2 separate regions of the Mus musculus genome follow, and region 1 is linked to region 2. Evidence: chromatin contacts called from public HiChIP or PLAC-seq data. All regions are on one chromosome and are shown on one strand. The core of a region is the stretch at or near the end of the contact, and the rest is flanking DNA. Distances in the headings are between cores, read along the strand shown.

Evidence for each region. HiChIP or PLAC-seq counts read pairs in DNA pulled down with a chosen protein or histone mark.
Region 1: a contact with region 2 is called in an H3K27ac HiChIP or PLAC-seq map of embryonic stem cells, with 7 read pairs. The contact joins the enhancer-like site here to the promoter of Jak1 in region 2. A contact is called at or near these places in 5 of 39 promoter capture datasets (the 3T3-L1 cell line, 3T3-L1-derived adipocytes, liver and 1 more), 1 of 115 datasets of contacts at active chromatin or transcription factors (embryonic stem cells) and 1 of 9 other capture datasets (pancreatic islet).

The regions. Positions count from the first base shown.
Region 1 is chr4:101,442,123-101,448,749 of GRCm38.p6, forward strand. Ak4 (adenylate kinase 4) reads left to right here. Exons shown (of 5, transcript NM_009647.5): 2 at 5,038-5,157. Among named protein-coding and RNA genes, the nearest start is that of Ak4, 26 kb to the left of the region's middle. Within about 2 kb of position 3,744, at least 9 of the 459 cell types and tissues checked have an H3K27ac peak or open chromatin away from gene starts, as enhancers often do. A contact at or near this core is called in embryonic stem cells, where this site is marked.
Region 2 is chr4:101,259,727-101,266,670 of GRCm38.p6, forward strand. It overlaps Jak1 (Janus kinase 1), which reads right to left and starts at 5,556. Exons shown (of 25, transcript NM_146145.2): 1 at 5,316-5,556.

The sequences.
Region 1 (6,627 bases), core at 2,494-4,993, 180 kb after region 2:
GGCTAGCCGTAGGCTTAGATTTTTCAAAACCTACTTTTATTAGGGTTCTTTAGCACTCCAACCTCTCTTCTAGCCCCGATACCCAGAGGTAGGGGAAAGAAAGGTTAGTAAGAAATGGGGTGTGGACCTGTTTAGAGGAAGTTCTCTGGGGAGATCCCAGTGTTTGCTGTCAGGATATTCAGAAGAAACTGTGGGGCCCTGCCGAGTTAGTGCGAGTCTGTGGAAGCGGCAAGAAGCAACCAGAGTATCATGGGAAGTTCTTTGGTGAATTACTCTCTATGAAGTCATGACAAGCTAAGACCAGCTACGTGGTGCAAGGTGAACCATTGCCAAAGCCTGGTCACTCTGTCTGTGGGGTCATCTTTATATTCTTTCTAGACATCACAGGTCCTCTTACATGTCTGTATGATAGGACACAACTGAATCTCCAAAGAAATCAGGAATTTTCATTTCAGTGACCTGGAACTTAGCTATGTAGACCAGGCTAGCCTGGAACTCAGAGATCCTCCACCCTCTGCCTCCTGGCTGCTGGAATTGAAGGTGTTTATCACCATGCCTGGCTCACGTGTTTTCTTTAGCAAAGTAATATGAAGGCTAAACAGTTCATAGGAGGACTCGGTATTTTCAAGTAAGTGCCTGAATAGTCTGCAGAGAGCAAGAACTAGTCTTTGGGATCACAAAGCTACAGTTTAGGGATGATCAGGCCTCTTAAGCCTGTGCGTGTTGGAACTACCATGTTTTGTTATCAGAATTTGCAGAGGGGATGCTACTAAGGGGAGCCTAGTTTCTTCTAGTTTTGTCCCTTTCACATTGCATTTGGTGCTTACAGGGTGTGCAGCCTTGAGAAGGAATTGGTCCCTTGCCAGGATCTTTCTTCAGCGGCATTGAATGGGTACAGAATGTTTGTCTTTAGTGATCCAGCTAGGCATCACAGGAAGTTGCTGTATGGTGGACATTTGACTAGCTTATCCTCTGAATCCAGTTTGTTCTCAGTCAGAACAAAGAGGCAGACAGACAGGCAGATCACACACACACACACACACACACACACAGAGAGAGAGAGAGAGAGAGAGAGAGAGAGAGAGAGAGAGAGAGAGAGGGAGGGAGGGAGGGAGGGAGGGAGGGAGGAGGGGGTGTTATTATCTAGCCCAAGATATAGAACATTACTGGTAAAAAATAGTACCTTTAAAATACCTGCTTCCCATCCTCCTCTTGACAGCCACTGCCCTATATCTTATAGCCTTAATTTCCCATATAGTGTTGTAATATGTAACCCATTGTTAAAATAATTTTGTCTGCTTTCAACTTTTGTATAACTGGTCAGATTCTTTAAGAAGAAAAACATACACCTTCCTTATATTAGGATTTTGTCAATATAAGGCAGGTGGGCATTGTATTACTTTTCTATTGCTGTGATAAACGTCATGACCAAGGCAGCTTATAGGAGGAAGAGTTTATTGTAGCTTATAGTTCCATTGAGATAAGAGTCCATGGCAGGAAGGCTTGGCAGTAAGCCATGGGCGTGGTAGCAGGAACGGGGGTGGGGTGGGGTGGGGTGGGGTGGGGGGGTGGGGGGGTGGGGTGGGGCTGAGAACTGACATCCTCAATCACAGGCCCAGAGCAGAGAGCAGACTGGAAGGAAGCAGGCAGGCAAGCCTTTGTACGTGTAATGCCCATCCCCTGTGACATCACTCCGTCAACAAGGCTCTATCGCCTAAATCTCCCCAAGTCACACCACCTAGTGTGTCGGGGTGGTGGTGGCATGGTACATGCCCTCCTGCATGTGGGAGGCCAGAGGACACCATGAGGGAATCTGTTCTCTCCACTGTATAGATCCTGGGCATCTCTCAGGTTGTCAGGCTTAGTGGTTTTACTGGTGGCACCATCTTGCCAGTCTTTTTGAGACAGGTAGCCTTAGGTAGCCTGGAACCCCCACTCTGTACCAGGCTGACCTTGAACTTGAACTTGTAGCATTCTAATTTTGACTCACAAGTATTAGGGTTAAAGGTGTGTGCTACTACATCTGGTCTTTGTAATTTAATTCCAGTAATTACTGACTTTTTTTTTTTCCCCAATGGTAGAAATTGCTGTTACATTTTGCTGTTGAAAGCTTTAAGCTTTGAGTCAGGCCAAGTGGTCCCTGGTGCAGGGTCCGGCATCTAGCACATCCCAGATCAGTGAGTTCTTAGTGGAATCACAGCCACAAGACCAGCAACCATATCCGGTCCTAGACAGTACCAAGTGTCCCTACGCAGCACCTTCCCTAGAAAGAGGCATTTTCTTTTCATTTTACAGATGCTCACAATGGGCTCTGCAAGCTGCCCATTTGCAGCTGGCTGGCTGGCATATTTGACCACAGCAATCTACTAGTTGCTTCCATGAATGTGCACAACTGTAAAACCTCAAACAAATGTGAGCTAACAGAACTCAGAAGCATGAATTTTGGAACGATGACCCAGTTGGCTGAAGCTCTGTAGATATCAGTTTAAAATTTTAGCCAGAAAAGTGGAACACGTTTGTAATCCTGACACATAGGAGGCTGGAGCACATGGATTTCAAGATAGAGGCCACTCTGTGTAACTTAGAGATACCCCATTTCTATCTGGCATCACCCTCCCCTGTGTGGAGGGAGGGAGGGAAGGAGAGAAAGGGAGGGAGGAAGGGAAGGAGAGAATGAATGAATGAATGAATGAATGTAATAGTGTGTGTATTCAATCTTTGGACTTCTTGGGAATTTGGATAATAAAACATGCTGGCATTAGTTTTTTAAATGGGGACTTTTTCTTCTAAGTAACCTGGCCAGGGCAAGTACGAGCCAGTTTTGGGGGTGACCTGTTTTATGACAAGGTGCTCTGTTCTAGAGGACTTTCTTCATGGGCTAATCCTGATGGCTGTGGGTCTTCGTGGCAGGTAGAGGTTGAGAGCTATGTCATGTCAGGACAGTGGACATGTTGCTGTCATCCTGCAGGGGTGGGGGCCACAGCTGCCTGAAATCTTTGGGGCCCTATGCTGCACTTGAACCCTTCTCTCAGTCACATAGTGGGGTGAGTGCCTTCCCTGGGGTTATTTTAAGCTTGCTTTGAATCAAGCCAAGGGACACTCTCAAGGGACAGATGAAGGGCATCTTCCTGTGCTTCTGCTTCCTGCATCAAGCCTGGGACCCCATCAGCCTCCTTTGCTTGTGCCATGCCATTCTGCTTCAGTGTCACTGCCTTGCTCTGTGACATCCACCTGCTTAGTTAATGCTCTGCTATGCCACTGAAGTCTTTTGCTTTCCATGGAGTGCCATGACTACATTTTGAGTCGGTACCAGGCCCCCCAATCTAAGTAACTGGTCTTGGGTTTGGGGGTGACCTTTCTAAAGCTACTTTAAAGGCCATGCCCTCCGTATGTAGCCCCCTGTCTTATGGGTGTGCCTTCCACCTGTGAGTCTTGAGGATTCTCATGTATGCTGAGTGCCCCCATCACACAAAGTGTCTTCTCACTTCTTTCCTCTGGGCCTGTGGATGGCCAGGTGTGTAAGATGCTCAGTGATCTTGCACTTGTCTGTATGTGAGCCTCTGGGCTCACCCCCAGCACTGCTAGGATCAACACACCTGTTGGCCTTATAGCTGGCCACTTGTTCTGGTCATTCTCAGTGACTGGATCCTTTGAGTGAGATGTTATGTGGGATATGAGATAACAGCTCAGGGTCTTAGGCAACCCAGCAGGTCTCCACGGGAATGGTTGAGCCTTCTCCAGTCTTCCGGCCCTGTTCTCGTCATTGTCCATTGTCCTGGTGACCTCCAGTGCTTCTAAGCCTTTTGTGTCCCACCTCCCTCCTTATTTCAATCTTAACCATTCCTTTTCTTGTATTTGTGCTTGTGATATCTCAAAGAGTTGCTTTTTATAATCTCCTAGGCGTTTAAAAGCAATGCCTCATAGTAAAAACCAATATTAAATAAAGCACTATAATAGTTACCTTCATCCAATGCTACGCTCTCCTGTCAAGTCAGCTGGACAAGCCAAAAGGCTTAAAAGTCACTCATGACGCAAAAGAGTTTCAAGGAAGCTCTCCTCCTGGAGTCTAGTGTTCTCTACCCATACATTAATTTTTCATTCCCGCGTTCTATTACCACGTTAGTCTAGTGTATGGATCCACGTGCTCTCTTTCAGTATTTTCCTATTATAAGTGCTTTTTAAAATTGAATTCTGACATGGCTAAAGCCTTCTGCCAGTGTTCCAACAGTCCTAGAATGTCCTTGACCAAGATCAAGGGCTTGGAATTCAGTAAGATTATAAAAGCTAAGTCATTCCCTTACACAGGAATTTACCATCACTAAGGAAGAAGGAAGTTTCAGACCAAAGGAGAAACCAGAATAGAACTATAGCGAAGTTACACCCATACGAACGTATTTACAATGGCCTAAGGGGAAGGTGGACTATACAAGAGACTAAAATAGGAACTATGGCAAGGGCACGAAGCCCTTGACCCTGGCTTCTAAGATTAGTGAATCTTAGGTGGAGCCCTTGTTGATCCCAGCTGTTATCAATGAATTCTATCCCAGGTGGTTCCCATTAGACCTTTTGTGTTTGCATTCCTCTGTTTTATGGTTACCTCAATTGTACCTTGCGAATTTGTCCACCCAACTTCCTTATTGTCCTCTGCATAAAAAGTCTGATGCTCGATTCGAAAATTACACTCAGATTCCGCACGACCTCTCCTGTGTGTGTCTGTTTGTCATTCATCCACGCTTTGCCCACCCGTGTCAAGTAATCAGTTCCACGCAGACACAGGGACCAAGAGGGTCTGCGGCAATCCAAACTTTGTTACTGTGCCATGGATGATGAACCAGAAGGCTAAACTGCCAAGAGTGTATTAAATTCTTTTCCTCTCATATTTTGGAAAACAGATCTCATGTAGCCCAGTTTAGCCTACAGCTTGCTAATTGGACTTCTGGTCGTCCTCACTCCATCTCAGTGCTGGAATTATAGGCTTGTGCCAATGCAGTCATCTTTGAAGCCTTCTTGAGTGTTTCTTTTTCCTCTCTTTAACAGAAGTTGGTGACGTGGCAAAACAGTACCTAGAAAAAGGTCTTTTGGTTCCAGATCACGTGATCACACGCCTAATGATGTCAGAACTGGAGACTCGGAGTGCCCAGCACTGGCTGTTAGATGGTGAGTGGGTGATGGGCAGGCTGGACTTGGCCACCCTTGGTTGCTCTCATAATGTTTTTACAGTTTATTAGCTGTTCCTTTCCCCAACCCTATCATTGATTTAATATGATAATTTGGCACCGTGGAGCCTCTTAGTTTTCTATCTGCTGACCCTTACTGTGAAAGCTTTGACCAAGGGAGGCCTGTCATTGCCTTGGTTCACAATTCGGGGATGAACTCACACTGGGTATACCATGTTAAACTAGGAGGCTTCTTCATCATTGGCATTGCAATTGAGTTATCTTGTTTTTCCAGAGATCAACAGAGATAGGGTGTCTAAAAAAGTCTATATTGACTACATAGGAAATGGTTATAAAAATGGTAGCCTCGGTGGAGGGCATGCATCTTATCTCTGCACTTGAGGGGCTGAGGCAGGGAATTACAGCAAGCTGTAAGTCAGCCTGGACTATAATACATACTAGGCCACTGATAACAGAGTGGGGCCTTGGTGGGACAGTGTAGTGCGCTGCATATTTATGATCCAGCCATTCCATTCTGAATTTCTGCCAGGGCTGTGTCTTCAAGGACCCCATTTTTGGCAAATAGTTTAAAAGTTTGTTTCTTGTTTTAAGGTTTATCTATCTCAGCAAAGTAGAAATCTGTGTAAAGAAATGTTTTTTAAAAAGCTGCAAATTTATAAGAGAAAACATTTTTTTTCCCTCAAGGACACAACCTTTTACTGATGAAAGAGTTGGATTAGTATTTTTTAAAAAGGTGAGTTGGCTCTGGACAGATGGCCCAGTGGTTAGCAGTTGCTGGTCTTGCAGGTTCACTGCGAAGCACGGTAGCTCACATGAATCCAACTCCGATTCTAGGTGTTCCAGTCCTTTCTGGCCTTCCTGGGCACCAGGCATGTACATGGTATACATGTGAACATGCAAGAGGACACATTCACACACATAAAATATAATGGACATGCCCCTGGTGAAAAATGTGTGGATTAAAAAAAATATGCATTTGAGGGGAGGGGGATTGGGTAAATACAGAGTCAGTGCAGTGGGATTCAAAAAAGACAAAGGAAGTCCTTTTTTTTGTGTGTGTGCGTGTTGTTCAACTTTTTTTTTTTTGTTTTTTTTTTTTTGTTTTTTTTCAAGACAGGGTTTCTCTGTGTAGCCCTGGCTGTCTTGGAACTCTTTGTAGACCAGGCTGGCCTTGAGATCAGAAATCTGCCTGCCTCTGCTTCCCAGTGCTGGGATTAAAGGTGTCCACGCCACCGCCCGGCATTACTCAACTTCTGTGTCACTGACCAAACAGCCAAGGGAAGCATTTTAATGGAGAAAGACTTAAAATACCTTTAAGAGTTTCGTTATGGACTTTTGTACATAAATGTTTTGATCATATTTACTCTTCGTCTGTTGTCCCACTCCAGCTGACCCTCTCCACCCCCACCCCCGCTTCCCAACTCTTTTGTATGTGCCCGGGTGCGTTCCA
Region 2 (6,944 bases), core at 4,306-6,805:
CAGACAGACAGACAGTACTTCTTACTCAGACCTGGAGCTCACCTATTTGGCTAGCTTGGCTGGTCAGCAAGCTCCAGCATCCCCTCCCCAGCACTGGGATTGCAAGCGTGTACCATTGCATCCTGTCTTTTGAGTGCTGGAGATCAAACCCAGGTCCTCATGCTTGAACTGCAAGCACTTAACCCACTCAGCCACCTACCAAGTCTACCCCATCTCTTTTTAAAAAGCATTTGAAAAAGGCTCTGAGCAGGTCTAGCTCTGAGAGGCCCCAGTAGGCTCACTTTTCACGTTTGCACTGTAAAGACTATGTATACCAAGCTTATTTTCATATGAGCTGTGATTTAGTCATCTGCCAAGCACTAAGCAGGCACCGAGAGATGTCCGTATATATTAAAAAGTATGAATTGATATGTAATATATTTTTAAAAACTATAGCTATACTGTAATCTTAAGATTACAAAGGAGTCTTCTGAAAGTTTGTAGGAACACTCTGCAACAACACGATGGGACTTACTCATTCTGCATGGATAACCACACCACCAGACCTGGGAACACACTCAAGTTTTTCTACCAGTCTGCATACTCAATAAGGGGAGGGAGTCCTATGTACTTCACTCCACTTATTCACTCTATGACTATTACTAGTAAGCAGACAATCAATACTTACTGATTAATAACTGGATAAACAAAACATCATGTGAATACACTTGTTAAGTAAACCAGTTATCTAGATTTAAAATATCTCAACAAGTGTCAGCTGTCTTCTGACCAGAGTACCCTTAAATGAATTTTCTGTTAGTTCCTATCTCTAACCCCAGCATTTGGGAGGTTTAAAGCAGGAAGATCGCAAGTTTGAGGCCACAAGGTGAGTTCCAGACCACCCCGGGCTAGAGGAAGACCCAGTCTCAAAACAACAATGAAGGTTTCCTTCTTTTGTTACTAATGTGCATCTTGCCTTGGGAGGAAGGGATCTACTCAGAGCACTGAGGAATGATGTGCTGGGACCAGCTGTGAAGACCCACACATCAGAAGACAAAGTGGAGACAACACAAAAGGGAACTTAAGGTTTGATCCTTTCCAATTGCCTCAAATGGCAAAAGAGTGCATGTCCCTCAAAGGCAAGAAGAGCATTCACAGGAGTTCTTCTCCTTCCTCTGAAACACCGGCATTTCAGCACGGCAGCTCTTTCTAACCGTGTTACCAGGAAGGTTTTGAGACCGGAAGCTAGAGTGGCATATCTCTCTGAGGACAAGAAGAGTAAAGCAGAGGAAGTGGCAATCGAAGGGCTGAAGACAAAGCTTGGCACAAATACATTAGCACCAATGAGTCAATGTCCTTGTACCTTGCATTACACAGGAAAAAAATCTCTCACTATCTCTCCCAGAGGCTGATGCCAAACTCCAGAATCCAAGCGCTCCTCCTACCCCAGCCTCCCAAGAACTTGGAGGACAGATGCGTACCACATACATCTAGCATGGTCCGAATTCTTGAAAAGGGGGAATAAAGGGCACAAAGAATGAAGCAGCACTACCCTCACCCACTCCAGCACCAACAGCTCCCTTCTATGGTAAGCCTTCTTCCAATATCCACCACACTCAAAGGAAACATGGGAAAGGCAATACAGAGCACAGAGGATTTTTTCTCCTCCTGTACTTAACTACTTCCTTACATTTTCCAATTTTTCTACAGTGAGTTTCTTCCTTGTCGTGTGAAAATAATCTTTGTGATTAAAAGAGGGGGAACTAAAAAATCTACCCAGAGAACTAGGCATACTAAATCAATCCCCTCCTCCCCGCTGTTGTCCCCCCTCACATAAACACACACACACACACACACACACACACACACACACACACAGAGAATCCTCAACATTAGCTCTTCCCTGCTGCTTGACATGCAGCAGATGAGCTTAGCCTCTTCCCTGGCTTGCACTGTGTCTAACAGTTCATTCACGAAGTTTCTTCACAGCAGCTCTCGTTTGTATGTCCTTGGGTTTTCACACATCATGCTTGCATTCCTTGCCTGGCTTCTCCACCAAGACTGCATTATAAATATCTAACCTAGGTGTCTTCATTTCCTTCTAGAACAGGAAAGCCGAGGCCAAGAATGAAATCACTTGCCACAACATGCACCCCGGTATCTCTTTTCTCACCTGGCACCCCTAAGCATCATCTCTCCTTTTGAGCACTAGTGGCATTTTGACCCAGGTCATACTTCGCTATAGGAAGGGCTGTCCTGTGCATTACTGAGTGTTTAACAATACATCTAGCCTCTACCCACTAGATACCACCTTCCCCAACAAGGTGTACCCTCCCAAACTCCTCAGAAAATATCAATGTCTCCCTCAGCATGAAATTTTACCAAGCTGTTAACCACCAGTCTGAAAGATTCATCAAGACTTCTTCACGGCCTCTGCTCTATGGCAAGGCTCCATGTCCATTAAGCCACAGTGCATTAGAGAACATCAGAGGTTGCTTGTTCAGCTAGATTCTGCTTAAATAGCCCATTCCCTGTCCTCCTGAAATGTCCTATGTGATTTCTTTTTTAATGATTTATTTTTTATTTTGTGTGCACTGGTGTTTTTGCCTGCTTGTATGTCTGCGTGAGGGTGTCAGATCCCCCAGGAACTGGAGTGACAGACAGGTGTGACCACCATGTGGGGTGTTGGAAACGGAATCTGGGTCCTCTAAAGAGTTGCCAGTGCTATTAACCACTGAACCATCTCTCCAGCCTCGTAAAAATTATTTTTTTAAAAATGCTTTGTAAAAATACGCACATCTCGACAGGCAATGGTGGCACACGCCTTTAATCCCAGCACTTGGGAGGCAGAGGCAGGCAGATTTGTGAGTTCAAGGCCAGCCTGGTCAGCCAGGACTGCCAGGGCTACACAGAGAAACCCTGTCTTGAAAAAAATATGTGTGTGTGTGTGTGTGTGTGTGTGTGTGTGTGTGTGTGTGTGTGTGTGTGTGTATACATCTCAGACAGTAAATCTAGCAGTGTATCATCTCACTAAATTATACTAAGGATATAGAGAATATGTGTCCTCAGTGGGAAAAAAGAAAGCACAGAAAGTCTGGCAGCTAGAAAACACAGATCCTGTCTGACCTTTGCTCAGCTGTAAATTGTTTTCGATTAGTACAATTATTTATAGTGTTCTCTGTATAAAAATGAGTTTAAATCTACATATATTCTACGTAGTTGCTTCATTTGTATTTCTCTACAAATATATGTGTTACTTAAATTATTCAGAATAAACAGAATGATGTCTTCAGACAACATTAAAATCTGTAGCTGGTAATGTGCTGTTGAAATCAGTCAGTCTTCTTTCGAATCACTACCGTTCATAAAGTCAAACCTCTCCAAACTGGCAGACCTCACAGTCCTTTTTAAAAGCCCTGAGGTTAAGTTCCCTTGTGTAATTTAAGGCAAGCACATTCCCGTAAAAGCAACCCTATCCTCAAAACTCCATATTTTTCACTAGCTTTTTATAGCAGGTGTCCGAATTAAAGTATTTTTACAGCCTAACTCCTCCTAGCACCTTAAATCTGTAAAGGGTGGCTACCAAGTGGCCAGAAAGATAATGATCTTCTGGGTAAGACAGACTGATACTAACACCTGCCTAAATTACAACAAAATAGAATATGTTAGGAAATGTATTTGCTATTGTACCAATACCTAATTTATTCTCTTTCTAACATCTTTTCCCAAAGCCAGTAAATTGTGTGCTGTGAAATGGGACTGAAACAGAACTAGCTGTATTCACTGTAAAGGATAACAAAAAAAATCTAAGCAACTCCCTCCCCTAAAAAGTACAGCAGTGTAGACAAACTGAAATACAGTTCAAGTTAATATGATACTAGAATTAAGTTATGATTACTATTTGTAATGTTCACACTCCCTCTAGGATGATGTATCTGTTTCTTTCTACATGATCTCAATCCATACAGAAGAGGCATTTATTCCATTTTATAAAGCATGTTATACCAGAACTGTCTAAATGCTGGCCTGCAGTCTCCATTAACCTTCACCATGATGCACAAGAGAACAAACCGATCACTCAATAAAAAAGTATCCCCTAGATGTTGGAAAACTGAAGCCAGGGATGAAATGACTTTGCACACAGGGCCCCAAGTCTAATTTTTTACCTGGTAACCACACATGATCTCTCAACTTGGGTACTACTGACTGACATTTTGAACAAGATCATAGTTGCTCCACATAGCCCCAAATTCCAGTACTTGGAAAACATCAGAGTCCCCACAAGCAAAAGCAATAGGCAACACAAAATGTGGTTTTTAGAAAGGGAAGGTATAAAAATTTAATCAATGCAAAATGTTCATTTAAAAAGAAAAAGAAAAAAGTTTTTTACACCACCCGTAACTCAAACATTTTCTTTTTAAACGGGGAAGGCAACACCCAAAGACTAGATAATTTTATCTGTCTCAGCATTCTACTTATTTAACGGCCCAAGTTTTTAATGCCTTCTTCCCTGAAAGAAGTAAAGGTAATTTTATACTACCGTAAATACCTGCGACTGAGCTCTATGACTGGGGAGGAATTTTAATAGCATGGATACTGATGTATCCAAGCAGAGGCAGAAGACAGGTCACAGCCATGAATTAAGACTATTAGGGCCCAGTCCTAGTTCCCGAGAAATCACAGAGGATACACCTCCGAAGGGGGCACACAGGCACCAGGAGATAACCACACCTCTGGTCTAGTCTCCCTAAAGAACTCCCTTCATAAACACTCATCATCCTAGGAGCCTGGGAGTGTCTCCAGAGGGGTGCCTACTGCTTCTGAGTCGACGGGGGCGTTCGTTCGCGCGGAACCGGAGCCAGGAGTTGGGGAGCCACAGACACTGGTCCCAGTTTCGATGAATCGGGTCCCTTCGGGTAGGACCTATAGTCGTCTCTCCCCATTCCCTTCACCCATGGCCCTCCATCATGCTACATTCCGGCAAGCTGCGGTTCGGAGTTCCCGGGGCGCGCCCCCACGCAGACCCAAACCCCAAAAGTCCCCCACCCCCGCAAGAGCTGACCAGGGGTGAACGCGGGCCACGACCCTCGGCGAGTCCTGCGGTCCGGGCTGTTGCGGCGCCAGAGGCCGTCGGCGCGCAGGCCGCGGGGCCATAAACAGGATGTCGGCGGAGCGGGCCGCTGTTAGCGGAGCGGCCCTCCCTCGCCTCCCGGCAGCCCCGCCGCCTGGAAATCCCCGCCCCGGCCGCCCTGGCCGCTCGGCCGCCCGGCTCCGCGCCCCTCTCACGGTCCCCGAGCTGGCCACGGCGGTCTCCACCTCCCCACCGGGACACTCACCACTTCCGTGTGCGCCGGGCCGCGCGGCTCCTTGGCGCAGGGTCGATCTGGGTCAGGAGTCTGGCAGGCAACTCAGCCTGCCGTGCAGGGTCCGGCGTGGACACCCGCGGCTAAGGAGAGGCACCGAAAGGACGAGCGAGGCTGGGCGCGGACCCCGCGGCGCGTCAGCGGCTGCCGGCTACTCCGCGGCTGCGGCGGCCTGCGCTCTAAAAACGCACCGGCGCCCCGCCCCTCCAACTCTGAACGATCACGCCCCTTGTACGGCCCAGCCCCCGTGACGTCAGAAGCTGCTCCTACAATTGGACAGAGCCAAGACCCAAGACTGAGGACCTTGGAGTCCCCGCCTGCCCAGGCTCGCACTCCAGCAAGTGTCTCCGCTCGCTTCCGCTTACCAAGTAGCTTGTGAGAATTGAACTCAAACTGGACATACTGGCACACTTCTTTAATCCCAACACTCCGGGAGGCAGAGACAGGTGGATCTCTGTGAAATGACCTGTCCCCCCACCCCGCCAAAAAAAAAAGAAAAAGAAAAAAAGAAGAGAAGAGAAGAGAAGAGGGGAGGGGAGGGGAGGGGAGGGGAGGGGAGGAGAGGGGAGGGGAGGGGAAGGGAGGAGAGGAGAGGAGCGATGAAATCACTCACGCAGGGAATAAGAATTTGCCCTCTGGAGCAACCTGTGCCCTTGGAGGCATTATCCGTGCCCTGTGTGTTTACATCTGCCCCATCCCAGCCACTCTAGAAGATGGTTCTGGAAAGACTTGCCTAGCAAGAACGAAAGTCACTTTGTCAGTTGTTGCGATAAAATATTTGACAAAAGTAATTTAAGGAAAAAAGAGTTTATTACCCTGTACAGTTGGAGCGAACACAGACCATCATGATGAGAAGTCGTGATGACAGAAACTTGAGGTGGAAAGTCACATTGCGCGCATGCTCAGGAAGAAGAGAGGATGAATTCTTGTGTTAGCTTTCTCCTGGGTATTAAATCCAGGACCACAGTCCATGGAATGGTTCTGCCCACAGATAAAGTGGATCTTATCTCCATTACCCTAATCTAGATAATCCTCAAGGGCACAGCCAAGGGGATAGACTAGTCTACAGAATCCCTGCGCAAAGCAAGTCTTCTAGGAGACCCTAATCTAGGTAATGTTGAAGGGCATGGCCAAGGGGTAACCTAATCTAAACAATCCCTCACAGGTATAGCTGATCTCCTAGGTGATTCTAATAGTCAAACTGACAATACTAACCATCATGAGGACTTAACCAGAAACAAAACCTCCGGCTTCCACGAGTTTCTTCAGGCCCAGCCTCTGTTCTGTGGTGTAAGAGCTCCAAAAGGAGCAGGGGAGAGAAACAAACTATGGAAAAGAGTAATAAGAATTAACATCCATTCCTACCTAATCTGTGTCCAGTGCTTTTGAGTTTTCATTATCATAATCTTTCACAGTAGGTTTGTTCAGTCTTATCCTATCCACAAAAACAAAATAAACAAACAAAACCCTGTAGCTCTCAGGTGTCTTCCATTCTGGCATCTTAAACTTGTGGGGTGTTTGCCAGAGAAGACCTGATCAGACATGGGCTTAAGCCTTTAGAAAGACTTTCTTAGCTGACCAGCAACTACAGTGGGTGTTCAG